Linked DNA regions of Triticum aestivum: region 2 is linked to region 1. Evidence: chromatin contacts called from public Hi-C data. All regions are on one chromosome and are shown on one strand. Each heading gives the region's core, a stretch centred on a gene start, on an enhancer-like site or on the middle of the called end of the contact. The rest is flanking DNA. Distances are from core to core; before and after follow the strand shown.

Region 1 (6,985 bases), core at 1,894-4,393:
GTATTGTACTGCACTGTAGTACGTACGTAGGTGTAGGACTACTGCCTATACCCGGAAGCAGATAGAGATTCCTCCACCTCCAGGACTAGGGCGGGCACGCGCAGTGATGTGCTTCTATTCCTGAGCAGTGACGGTGTCCTGTGAATGAATGCACATCCGATCGCGTCTGATCTGATCCTCCTCTGGCACAAATATCGCAAATCTCCTACCGGGCGCCGCGCCCCGCTTCAGTAAATGAAAGGAAAGGAAAGAATCTTGCTCACTTTCCATGGCAACTTGGTGATTTCCCAGCTCAGCCTATCTGCTAGAGATCGTACTACTAGAGAGTATGTAACCCTTTTCCCTGCCGGAGGAGTAGGTCGAGGAGAAAGCAGATAGATAGATATGGTTCTCGACTTCCAAAACCGGCAATGCAGATTGCATCGTGCGAGGCTGGCCTTTTGGCATTGCCTTTGCCCTTTAGGAGAAAGCAAGTCCTCGAGCCAATTTGCAGCTGCTTTACTTTACGGCACTCTACTGGGCAAAGACCTTTTGAGTCTTGAGTCTTGACGATGGTCAGACATGGTGTGGGAATGCTAGCTGCTTGCTGCTTGGCGCAGCTTGGGTACACACTACACGAGGGCCTATGTCCACACAAGAAAGAACCTGCCTGTCAGCAAGCACAAAATTTAAAGCAAAATAGATTTACAGGTTGCGTTCGGACGACCACGGCGCAAGTCACAGCCTGCTCTGCATAGTGTGTGTGAAAAACATACCCGGCCGGCGTTCCCGTTTCTTGGTTCTGCACGCCGCAAGGCTGGACGCGTTTGTCCACACGCCAATTCCCGACCTGCCGCTGTCAACAACGGATCCCAGCAGCCTGCATTCCCCGAAGATCATGGCCGATGTCCGCACTGATCCGGTCGCAGGCGAGCAGAGCCAGGAGGACCAGGCTTTGTTTGTAGCGTCCACGATACTACTCTACAGTGTAATACTCTGACAAAATCGATCATGCAAGAGAGAGAGAGAGAGAGAGAGAGAGAGAGAGAGAGAGAGAGAGAGAGAGAGATTTGGGGTGCACATGCAGGCTCCCTCCCATGTGAGCAAGATTTGCACAAAACAATTGATCTCACCCACTGATTGCTTTTCTTTCTTTAATCTTTCACTAAACGCACCACACCTGACCGACCAACTACTGCGCTGTGAAGAAGAGGAAAAAAAAAAGGAACGGGTCAATGCAGGTTACATGTAGACGCACGCCCACGCGGTTGTTGGGCTTGAGCTTTTCAACGAGACAGGTGACAAGTTTCTTCACCGAGATCCATCGGATTGGCCAGGATACGTGGTTGACGCAAGAGGTTGAGGTAACATGGACGTTTGGAATTAGCAGACGACCAAGACAATAACGTACTCGTACGTGACCCTTACTATACATTTTCATGAAAATATTCTCAAGCAACCAGGAAAAAAAACTTCTACAGGTATGAAGATTTCCCGTATAGATTTTTAATGAGACATTTTTCTAGACTGGAGAAAAGAAGAAACTTCTATTCTGCCGGGTGTGACACCACGATACCGATATGTACGGTGATTCCCCGTAGATATTTAACGAGATATTCTTGCTAGCTGGTCAATGGCATGGAGCGGATATTCTTGCTATCCCTTCTCTTCTCTCTGTTGACATCGTGTTTCCATCTAGGAGGAATAAAAATCCTACCAGCGATCAAGTCGCGCTGGAAAAGTATTTGGACGTTGATAACTGCCACACGTGTGGCAGGAAAGGAGAGGCACCACACGACTCTAATGCAAATAGATTGCCACATCATCGCATGCATGCATGCGAGAATTTTTTTGGATTTTTAGTTTTTAAAATGTTTTATCTCTTAAATGAAAAATCCGATTGAAGATCCGTTTTCACCATTAAATCCCTCGCTACGAGATCTTCAAAACTACATCTCATATCGATATATTTCGGCGAAATATTTTTTTAGTTAAAAGTTGCCATGTCTATTGCACATGAATTGTCATGATATTTACACTGAAGTTGCCATGATATGTTTCAACTATTTTCTTTTACATTTAAAACTAAATTTTAACATATTATAAAACAGAGAATCAAGAAACTAGACTTGCCATGCATCATAAACTAAAATTGCCATGATACATGCACTTAAAATTGCCATGGTTCAATAAAAAAAATCATGGTCAAAATACTGGAATTGCCATCATCAAAAAACAAAAATTGCCATGATCTACAAACTAAAATTGCCACATGGCAACTTTAGTTTAAGCACTATGGCAACTATAGTGAAAACATCATGGCAACTTCTGGGCAAAAAAAAAACGTCGAAACATATCAACATGGGGTCTAGTTTTGAAGATCTCATCGAGACGGATTTAATGGTGAAAACGAATTTTTAGTTCGCTTTTTTATTTAGAAGATAAAACATTTTTAAGCCGAAAACCAAAAAGATTTCTGCTGATGTCACCTATTCATACGTGGCAAAATGAGTGGTGATGGAGGCGTGTGGACGACCTGCAAACACCCACACGTGTGGGCGTTAGTTTTTCCGAAAGTAATTATCTGATGAGTTCAGAATAGCATCAACAGCTCAAAGTACTGTAATACTAGCAACAGAGAGTTAGAAAATTAGCACTACCTGACACGGCTAAGTGGAGGTCGTAAATTAAATTAATTAAGCAGGCTGTGATTATCGTTTCAGTTGAGCAGGCAAAGGTTACTGACGCGAGTGCACGGCCTGGCGCAGCCGATTCTCCGGTCGATCTATGCACCGGAAATATTTGAAAGCCGGCCGCTGACAGTATCAGTGGAGAGAGAGGACGGGGCGTCGACCCGTCGGCTGGGCAGCTGTGATAGCTGCCAGCCCACCCAAGTTCAAACCCCGATTTTGACGCGTGATATTCATGAAGTTTCTTTTATAAAAAAATGACAACAAGGATTAGTCTTTGGGTTGGTCTTATCTTTAGATACTCTCGAAAAAACAGCGTCAGTGGAGCATGTGGCGCCGGTACGTATCTGCTGAAGTAGGCACGTGAATTTTTGTTCGTTTGCCCGTCGAACCTTGATGCCGACAAGGCCAACGGTGGTGACCCAAACCGAGGATTCGGGAGATCGGAGGTTCTGGTCGGCGGCTCCAGGCCTGCAACTTCATGGCTGGCGTCGGCGGGGGCCGTGCCGATGCCGACACGCCCGTGACCTTGCCGCCCCGCTCTACGTGAGGCCGACGCTGTTGCCTTGCCGGCCGAGAGCAGGGCCCCGGCTACGCATGCACGCATCCTCCAAATTCACCCACAGAGCGTCTGTTCGGCCAACTCCACCGCGCGACCTTATACTATCCGGCCCCGTCAGTTTAGGATAAAAGGGACAAATGAGGCGGCCCAGCACGCGGCGGCCTGAACCCATCTTATCCGTTTTGTGTCCGGGCCGACCCATTTTAAGCGCAAACTTGCGCCGAGTTTGGGTCGTGGCGGACACCAAACGGACGCGCGCCTCGTCCGCGCGTCGGGGCCGCGTGGCAGGCGGCCACCTACCTCACACTCGCCCACATCAATGCGCACGAACGGGCGGCCCCACCTGTCATCCGCACATCGAAGGGTTGCCGTCCTTCTTTAAGTGGGAACCATGGACTGGTCGTCATCCACACTGCCCCACGCCACCCCGCGGCCTCCTTGAAACCCGACAGCGCCGAACCCTAGCCCTCCCTTGTCCTCGAGCTCGCCGGCCGACCACCTCGAAGCCATGGGCTTCTGGAACCGCAAGGGGAAGCACGACCGTGAGGCCGGCTCCTCCTCGGGGCGCCGCCGCGGCTCCGTGAAGAAGGAGGAGCCCGCGTCACCGCCGCGCTCCTCCTGTCGAGCCCCCGCGCCGGCCCCCTTCACCATTAACCCTAGGCCCGCCGGCGAGCGCGACCGGCAGTACCTCGCGGCGGACGTGTGCCGGCGGTACTGGGATACGAGGACGCCGTTCCCGTGGAGCGACGTCCACCTCCCCAACGGATGGCACCTCAGCGCCGACCGTGTGCCGATCCCGCCCGTGCCGGCGAGCGGCCGTGCACGCCGCGATGAGATTGAGCGCCGCCGCCGCCTCCTCCCCGACGACCTGTTCTACGACGACAGGTACGCCCCGACTCGGTGCTCTGGGACACATGGCTCCAGGACGAGCACGACACTCGCCGCGCGTCCTACTTCGCCGGCATGGTGTCAGGGCCGCGGCGGCCACGTTGGGAGGTGCGCATGCGTACACGGGTGCGCGGCCTCACGCCCACGCCGTCGCCTTCCCCGTCTCCGTCACCCCCTCCACCTCCTCGCATTACAGCGGAGGAGGAGGCCCGGCTCGTGCAGCGTGTCATGGATGACTCCATGTACACCCACGACGAGCGCCAATGGGACGGCTTGGAGGAGGCGATGGCACTCTCTGCCGCCGGCGACAGCATTGACGGGCACGGGCAGGAGCACGCTGGCGGCGGCCGTTTTTTATTTTCTTTTTTATGTTTATTATTAATTATGCCAAGTTCGACGTGAAAACTGGGCCGTTTTGTGGCCGTGTCCTCCTAACCAAGTTTTAAGTTTATTAAACTGCGCTTATTTATTTTTTAAGTCATTTCATTTACGTTTTGCTATATTTTTAAATCATGTCCAACGCGGACGTGATTTGGGGCGCGGCCGCGCGGTGGGCGCACGCACGACCCAACGGATAGAGGCGGACACGGCGAACCCATCGGCGTCCCAAAGGGACAAAATCTGGCCAAAACGGACGTCCGTTTAGGGTCGCGGGGTGGAGATGGCCTTCCTGAGGGGTGACGGTCCGATCCTCCTCCGGAAAATATCGCCGATCTCGTACAGGGCGCCGCGTCCCTGCTTTAGGAGAGAATCTTTATCGCTTTCCAAATTTTCATGGCAACTTGGCAGCCTCTCCCAGCTCAGTGTATCTGCGGGTCATGTGGGTTCGACCGTGCAGTTCAGTCATCACCTTGCTCGTGCCAAGGGAGATCCTCGAGCAAACCTAGGCTCCTCCTATTGCCAGCAAAGGATACGATACGATTCCCCGTCTGTCACAAAGCGCTTTTTTACTGTGTGCTTTATACTCTCTTGATCTTGATTCGAGAACGAAAGCGTGACATGCATGTTGCCGCGATGCTACTGCATAAAGTACAGTACTTCTTGCCCATGAGCATGATCATTTCGAGTGTTGCGTGCTGGATCCTCCCGTCCGCCCGTCCCATGTTTTAGCCAACTCCACCGCCGCGCGACCCTATCCTGTCCGGCCCCGACCATTTGAGTTAAAACGGACAAACGAGGCGGCCCAGCGCGCGGAAGCAAACAAACTTTTGTCCGTTTTGTGTCAGCTTTCGACCCATCCGCGGCCCAAGTTTGCGCCGTTTTTGGGGTGAAACGGACACCACGCGGACGCGCGGGTCGTCTGCGCGTGTCCTCCCTTCCCGCCCGCCGGTGGCACATGGCGGGTTTTTTTCTATCCGCCCCTCCCTCCCTCCGGCCGCACCCCCTCCACTCTTCCCCTTGCTGCTGCCGCCGCCGCTGCCATTGCAGCCGTGCAGTTCGGACGCGAGCTCGCCCAGCCCCTTCCCCTCGGCGCCGCCGAGCTACCCAACCACGGCCACCTGGTTTGCGCACCCGCCGGCCGAATTTGGGGCGGATCCGTCGGTCTTGAGCTCGCCCGGCTGTGGGAGGCCGGGCCGCGCCATGGACTGACCGGGCACCTCGCCGGAAGGCCCTGGCAGGGCCGCAAGGCCACATGCAGGCAGTGGCTCCTCCTCTAGCCGCTCGGATCTGCACCGTCGGTGGTCCGCCGGCAGATACACGAATGGCGGTCGGCCGGGCTCGGTGCTTGCCCAAAAGCTCGCCGGCGCACCGTTGCCACTCATTAAGTGCGACCACTGCCCAAGGATGGTCGCGCGCCGCGTGTGTACAACGCCGGAACATCCCGGATGGGTGTTCATCAAGTGCTTAAACGATGGGGTATGCGCTTTTTTTAGCTTCGGTTTGTGCTCTAGATTTGACTAGTTGTACTAACATCAAATTTTGTTGTGTAGAATGGATGCAAGTTTTGGTATTGGGAAGAAGAGTACATCGATATATTGATAGAGCGAAATTTAGTACATGTTCGTGCACTTTTAGCTAGAATAGAGGCTGTAAATGAGACAAGTGCACTTGTTGCTGTTGGGGAATGAAGTAATTTCAAAAAATTTCCTACGCACACGCAAGATCATGGTGATGCATAGCAACGAGAGGGCAGAGTATTGTCTACGTACCCTCGTAGACCGTAAGCGAAAGCGTTTATCAACGCGGTTGATGTAGTCGTACACCTTCACGATCCGTCCCGATCAAGTACTGAACGTACGGCACCTCCGCGTTCAGCACACGTTCAGCTCGATGACGTCCTCGCCTTCTCGATCCAGCAAGAGGGGTGAAGTAGTAGATGAGTTCCGGCAGCACGACGGCGTGGTGACGGTGTTGGTGAAGAACAATCTCCGCAGGGCTTCGCCTAAGCACTACGAAAACTATGACGGAGGATAAACTAGAGGGGACGGGGTTGCCGGCACACGGTTGGTGTTTCCTTGGGTGCTAGCCCTACCCCTCTATTTATATGTTGAGCCTTGGGGTCGAAACTTGGAGTAAAAGCCTCCACATAGTCGGTTTCACCCGAAAGGCAAGAGTCCTTCTCGGACTCCAGGGCCAGACGCCCGGGTTCCCGGCGTCTGGACCCAGATGCCAGGCACCCTGGCGTCTGGCCCCTGGACTCCGCAAAACTTCCTTTTGCGCTTTCCAAAAACCTCGTGGGCTTTCCCCTTGGCCCAGATAAAGTGTTCTCGTGCCCAAACATTTCGGGAAACATCCAGAACCCCTTCCAGTGAATTCGGGAACCCTTCCAGAGACCAAACACTATTATCCCATATATCAAACTTTATCTCCGGACCATTCCGGAGTTCCTCGTCATGTCCATGATCTTATCCGGAACTCCGAACAA
Region 2 (6,985 bases), core at 1,440-3,939, 61 kb after region 1:
AAGCTGAGGCCAGCCGCACATTTGTTGTTATTATCCATCTATGGGGATGGACACTAGATGGTAATCTTCAGGTAATCGTCAGAACTAGAACAAGCTCATGGATGATGATGGAGCATCAGACGTGTAATGAGATGACGTTGAATGAGAGAACAGGAGGGGGCGGATGAGGAAGCATGGTATAAATGGTGAAGTCTTCCCGTGTTATGACCAAAAATTGCACGCACACCCTTGCCCAGAAAAATATATTGTAATATATATTTCTTGATCTATGCATTACAATTTTTGTTCCATAGTTGCCAACCTGTCCGTCCAAGTAAAACACATTGAATCAATAAGTTATGTTCTAGATTTTACATGTCATCCCGTGGCAACACATGGGTATTCAACTAGTACTAAAGTTATTGTTGCGGATTGTCTGACAAGGTACAGTCGCTCTAAGCGAGCCACGGCCGTGTGGCTCGTTAGAGGCCCCCCATGTATTGAGGAAATCTTGCTGAAGATTTGTAGCTCTAACATGATGGAATAAACTACTATTAATCTCGCAAAAATAAATAAAGAAATAGCCAAAGCTCTTGGCGTTTGCGCGATGTCAAAAATAGAAAAGTAGTGTTAGTTTTTTTTGCAGGGTAAAATGTAGTGTTAGTTGAAACCATTTGATAACGCCCCCAGTATATGAATACTCCACCGCTTGATCAAATACACCGAATTTTACTCAACTGACATATGGTTAGATGAGTGATAATTAATATTAGACAAAGATTAGATATATCCTTTGAGCGGCAGTTAATGTGAGACGGAGAAAGTACTAAGGTGGTGTTTGGTTCTCTAGTCCTAGGACTTTTTCTAGTCCCTAAGACTTTTTGAAAAAGACTCTCAAGGAGGTGCTTCTAAGGACTTTTAGCAAAAAGTCTCAAAAAAGTCCCCCCTGTTTGGTTTGCTAGGGGACTTTTAGGGACTTTTTTTAATCCGAACACAAAAAAGTTCCTGGAACCAAACACCCCCTAAAGCAACAGCCAAAGCTCTCGGCTATTGCTCCTTGACAAAGATAGAAAAGTCGTTTGAGTTGAAACGGTGAAGTTAATACGATCTCATCACAAAACCAATACGTACCAGAAAAGCAGTCCACTGGTCGATGAGATCGTCGCCAAAATCGTGCCTACGTTTCCTCTTGCGAAAAACAGAAAGATCTGCACCCACGAATGCAGGATGCAGCTAGCTGGCGTCTGCGATCACGGTTTGCGTAGCGAGGAAGGTTCCTGTATCCGGTCCTGCCCGGCACGTACGTACCTCACCAGCATTCATATCCCGGCGCAGACGCACGGCCTGCCGCAACCGATTCTGCGATCACCTTTTCCAGTACAGCAGCATCCGGAATCCAAATCTGGTGGTACTCTGCCACGGACATTCACTGACTCTGAACCCCTACCATCAACCGCCGCTGCCTACGAGCCGTACCAGTACTCCTCTAGTCGACTCCACGCCACCGACGTCCGTCCGGTCGATGTCGTCGTCGATCCCCGCACCCAAGATCTGCAACGTATCACGGGACGCGTGGACGCGTACTGGCCGGGTCGCTCGACTGCCGTTGTTGGTCCCCCTCGTCCCGCCGATGGAAGATCACGCGACGCGATTCTTTCGAGCGACCGGTCGGTGGCGCCCGGCCGGCGTAAATGGCCCGTCCCGCCCGAGCGATCGCGAACGAAATCCGGGGATCCTGCCATGCACGCACGCGGAAGGGGCCACGACGTTGATGGTGCGTTACGTACCCAGTGAAAGAAATAAGAAGATCGCGTGTGAGATCAGTTACAGCCGTGCATGAGAAGGGATCAGTACAGCTGCCATCCAGAGGTGATATGTCACGGTGCGGGCCTCGATTCTCCACCGATGGATTGAACGATCACGGGCCCGGCTCCGGAATGAAATCCGGGGATCCTGCCATGCACGCACGTTGATGGTGCGTTACGTACGTGGGCTGGGCTCGGAGTGAAAGGAAGAAAGAAAGAGATCGCGTGTGAGATCGATCACCAACAGCTGTGATGCAGGAGGAGAGGCTCCTGGTATCCAAGGGGCAAGTGACCCTTCCACGCACGGAAGGAAACCAAACCAAACCAAACCAGCCGATGAATGATCTCACGAATCACGGGTGAATCTCCGAAATCAAGACGTGTCCTGCCGCCGCTCACCCAAAAAAGATCCACAATTTTCAAGCAAATCCCCGAGCCCACCCGGTACGGATCACCTGCTGCCGCCCGGAAAGACCAAATCAAATCCTAGCCAGCCGGCCCGATACACACATGCATACAGAAAGAAAAATCTAAAAAAAAAGTGATGCAGCTTGTGCGTGCCCCATGCACGCAAATCTCCTCTCCTCCCCACTTGCCCACACCCCAACGGATGGAGAGAAAAGAAAAAGGGAGGAGAAGATACGCAAACAACATACGGTGTGCGTGAGCGATAGAGGAGGTGACGGAGCGAAAGCGAGGGGCTCGGCAGGAAAATCCCGGCGGGGATCTCCCGGGCTGGGCCGCGGGGCCCGCGGATCCGCGCCCGGATCGGGCCCGGGACCCACCGGGGGCTGGGTTTCACTCGATCCGCGAGCCTAGGATCCCTTTCGAGATCTCGCAGGATTTCCCCCGCATTTATTTTCCGCTTCCCCCCGCCCCTGTATATATACCGCCGCGCGTCGCGGCCAACCCAACCAACACACACCCAAACGCATCAACACGTCAATCCTTCAGACGAGTTCTTCGCCGTTCCATACTTCTGCTCCTGCTGCTCCGGCGAGTTTGATCTACTGATGGCCGCCGCTGCTCCCACCCAGGCTCCGGCCATGACCCTGCCGGCCGCCATGGCCGCCAAGGTGGCGCCCTCCCCGAAGCCCGCCCCCGCCGGCGACCGCAAGGTGGTGCCGGTGATGACCGACGCCGACGAGGTCGTCGTCCAGGTCCAGGTCCAGGCCGAGCTGCACGTGCTCGCCGTCGACGACAGCGTCGTCGACCGCGCCGTCATCGCCAAGATCCTCCGCAGCTCCAAATACAGAGGTGAGAAATCTTCAAGAAACTGGACGGCTAGTCGATCGATCCTTGTTTGGTACATGTTCTAACCTGCCTTGTTCTGTGTTGCAGTGACTACCGTGGACTCTGCGACGAGGGCGCTGGAGCTGCTGGGCCTGGGGCTCATCACGGACGTGAACATGATCATCACCGACTACTGGATGCCCGGCATGACCGGGTACGAGCTGCTGAAGCGCGTCAAGGAGTCGTCGGAGCTCCGGGAGATCCCCGTGGTGATCATGTCGTCGGAGAACGTGCCCAACCGCATCACCCGCTGCCTCGAGGAGGGCGCCGAGGACTTCCTCCTCAAGCCCGTCCGCCCCTCCGACGTCTCCCGCCTCTGCAACCGCATCCGGTGATCAGCCGTCCAAGCCTCAGACAACGGAGGAGGATTAATTCTTAAGTAGAGCAGGATTTTTCAATTCTTTTTTCTTCGGTCTTCTTTCCCATGGACATAGATCCGCCGCTCGCTGCCGCCTCAAACAACAGCTTGACTTTTTGGGGTCCTAGGAGATGATGATGATTTAGATTAGGATGTTAGTTCGTTCGTCCCCTTGTGTGCTCTGCTTCTTCAGAGATGCCAAGAAGAACAAACCGAAACAGAGTATTCCTTCTACCAAAAGGAAGGATATCTTCTGAATGAATGTTGTTCAGAGAAGTTTCCCCTCTTGGCTACATGTCGAAAGCTTTGATGAAATGGCATCGGATCAGAGCAACATGTTGACAGTTTCATAATCAGAGTTAGTCTTTTGGCATGAATCAGCAATTAACTATCATCATCTGGTTCCTATCTCCTTGATCAATCTCCACATGCTCACGGCTGTTCATACATGTGTCTGCCCCTAATCATGCTTTGTCTGCCACGCGATACAATTTTCCATGATTGATTGTTAATAATTACTTGCTCTGATGCTGATGTCGACGAGCTAATATACTAGCAGAAGCACAATCTTGATCGTACGTGCGTATCTCGTAATTGTACATATACAAATGGCTGTGGGTTGTCTTAGGTGAGCTGTTGTTATACGCGGCGTATAAAAAACTGAAAAGGTCCAAAGGCCGGAGCATATATGGTAATGAATGGGGGCACTGTGGAAGGATCTCCCCGGAGATCTGCTTACCTGGTGCCAGATTCTGCTTCCGCACAAGGCGAGGCGAGGTGAGGTGTGGGAGCGCTGTATGTGGCCACCATGTGGCTGCCTGGATGAATTAAACTGGGAATAAACATGCGGATCAGGGAGAAGATATGGCGGATTGGTGCGTGCAGCTGTGTGTTTGTTATTAGGTCGGGTTCTGATTTTATCTGATTCCGTGTCCTGTCTCGTGGAATGTCAAAGTCGGATATGTATGTGCGTGTATATGTTATCTTTGGTTGAGTTGTGGACAAGTAGTTGCAGCAGATGTTTGTTGGAATAGTGGTTCCGTTGGTTTGCACTTTGCAAGAAGAAAAGTCCACCGAGACCCTGTGCTGCTGGGTGAGCATTCCTGGCCTTGACTTCACATTGTTTACTAGAATCAGTTTATCTACGTTTGTTTATTCATCACTGGTAAACGTTTCACCTGGTGAGTAAAAAATGTTGAAGTGATTAGAGCAACTCCAATGGGGCGACCCATTTCGTCCGCGGCCGTCCGTTTGGGTCGGCACGGACAGAAAAGTCGGCCCAACGCGCCGATCCAAATGGACGCGCGTCCGCTTTCGTCCGCCTGCCGACCCATTCCCGGCCCATTTTTGAGCCGGATTTGCGTCGGCGCGGACACAAGACGGACGCGCGCGCGCTCGCCCTCTTTCCTCACCGGGCCCGCTGGTCGGTGGCACATTGGACTGGCCTCTCCACATCAATCAGCACACCATCGTCCCCCTGCTTCGTCGCCGACGACGCCGGCCATTTTTTCCGATAAAAAGATAGTTCTAGTGTACACATATAAAAGAAAAGACCAACTACTCGTCGCTTTCCGACTCCGACTCGGTAATGTCCTCCTCCGACGTCTGAATCTAGGCGTCAGCCTGCTGCTCGTCTTCGAAGTCCCAACCCGGCATTTCTCGTAACTTCAGTTTCAATTGAGCGGCCTGCTTCCGCGAACACTTGTCCTCCCGATAGGCGGCTCGCTCCGTCCTCCTCGCGTCCCTCTCCAACCTCCTTTGCTTGTAGAACTGGCGCTCGTCGACGATGTCCTGCGGGAGCGTTCGCGCCACACCACCATGGCTTCCACGTCCATCTCGGCGATGGCGAGGCGACCCTGCCGCCTCCGGTGGACACGACGATCCTCGTCGGTGAAAAGCCGCAGGAGAGGCGCGAGATCCTACGCCCGCTGGCTCGACACGTCGGGAAAATTCATCTCCCGACGAGGCCTCAGGAGGCGCCACGCCGCCGCGTCGTGCTCGCGGGCCGCCTCCTCTGCGGTGTCGAAGGTGCCGAGGATGAGGCATTTCTCGCAGAACCAGATCTCGGAGGAGAAGCCGCCGGAGCGGCGCTCGCGGACTCCACGAAAATCCGAAGCGCCCAGGCGGCGCATCGACATGGTGGCGCAGAGGCGGCGAGGCTAGTGGGAGGGGGGCGAGACGAGTGGGCGGCGGACAGAGTGTGCATGAGGCGCCTTCTTATAACGAGCGCCGGCCGCGGCGCGCGCGCGAACCTTTCCCGCGCGCTGAGCGCCCAAACCAGCGCGCGCTAGGCCGCTTTTCCCCGCGCGCGCGAACCTTTTCCATGCGCTGGAGCGCCAAAACCAGGGCGACGGCATGGCCGCTGGCATGATCTAAAGCGCACGCGGTCATGAAATGGGTCGGCCCATTAGATGCACTGCCGACCCAAAACTAAAAGAGGGCGGACGGCGGGCGGGCGGCCGACCCAAACGGACAAAAAGCGGACAAAAACGCCTTCCATTTGGGTCGGCCCGTTGGAGTTGCTCTTAGATGTACACAATGTGTTGGAAGTGAACAATCATCGTCTGGTTTATCACCGGTAAACGTATGTTTCACCTGGGTGAGCATTTCTGGCCTTTGTCCGATAGATTTACCCGTTGTGGATTGGAGATTTGAAAAGAGAGAGAAGTGGAGTAAAATGGATTCAAATGCCGCATTGCATACAAGGGTTTCTTACCGGAGTGAAACAAAACTAAAGTCTCAGCGTCAGTGTCGGCCCAGCAGAGTGCTTTCGCCGTTGTCGGTTTCGGGTACAGGTACCCTTTTGTTGAAGGTGGTTCGAGCTTTTCGACTTCACATTGTTTACTGGAATCAGTAAATCTACATTTGTTTAGCACTGGTAAACGTTTCACCTGGTGAGTTAAAACATGTTGGAGTGATTAGATCTGAACACTGTTTTGGAAGTGAAACCACATGGCTTAAACTGTTGGAATTCAGAGATACGGCACCGGCAGCAGGTAAAAGGTAGCAGTAACTCCTGCTCCGGCATTAAACAGCTAGTAGCGGAGAAATGTCAAGATCACTACGTGAGGCAGAGTCATAAAGTTCTGATTGGAACTGTATGAACTCATGACCACTAGCATTAGTGTGGGTACAGGCCCACTGTGATCTTCGGGGAAGAAGGAAGGAAAAGTCGGAGAAGATCGCACGGACTGACTGATGCCCGTGGCCGGGCCGGACCCGAGTTATGAGAGCGGCACGTACCTACTCCGTGGGGCGCACGGCGGGTGTCGCGTCTCGCGTACGTAGCGTACTGCTTCCTACGTACAGTAACTGCGTCTCGCTGGTCGATCGATGCGTACATACGTACGTATGTACAGGGTACAGCCGATTATCTACTTTGATGCTGCTTGATTCCGGCGTCATGCTCTCAAGGTAGTCCACCAAAATGTACCCGATTTATTGTTTGGACCACACCTCATCTGGAGTAATTTGCTGTGTACGTGTACTGCGTACGGGGTGGTAGTACTGCCTATGTAAGGATTGGGAGATTCGAGTACATGGTACATCT

Evidence for each region. A called contact is a pair of places that touch in the nucleus more often than the background predicts.
Region 2: a Hi-C map of leaf shows a contact between it and region 1, with 3 times the contacts expected there. The contact joins the promoter of LOC123055148 here to the enhancer-like site in region 1. A contact is called at or near these places in 2 of 5 Hi-C or Micro-C datasets (both in leaf).

What each region holds. Positions count from the first base shown.
Region 1 is chr2D:630,454,883-630,461,867 of IWGSC CS RefSeq v2.1, forward strand. No RefSeq gene overlaps it. Among protein-coding and RNA genes, the nearest start is that of LOC123055148, 61 kb to the right of the region's middle. Within about 2 kb of position 3,144, at least 4 of the 8 cell types and tissues checked have an H3K27ac peak or open chromatin away from gene starts, as enhancers often do. A contact at or near this core is called in leaf, where this site is marked.
Region 2 is chr2D:630,516,794-630,523,778 of IWGSC CS RefSeq v2.1, forward strand. LOC123055148 (two-component response regulator ORR6) reads left to right here and starts at 2,690. Exons shown (of 2, transcript XM_044479104.1): 1 at 2,690-3,041; 2 at 3,126-3,788. The coding sequence starts at 2,798. The coding sequence ends at 3,412.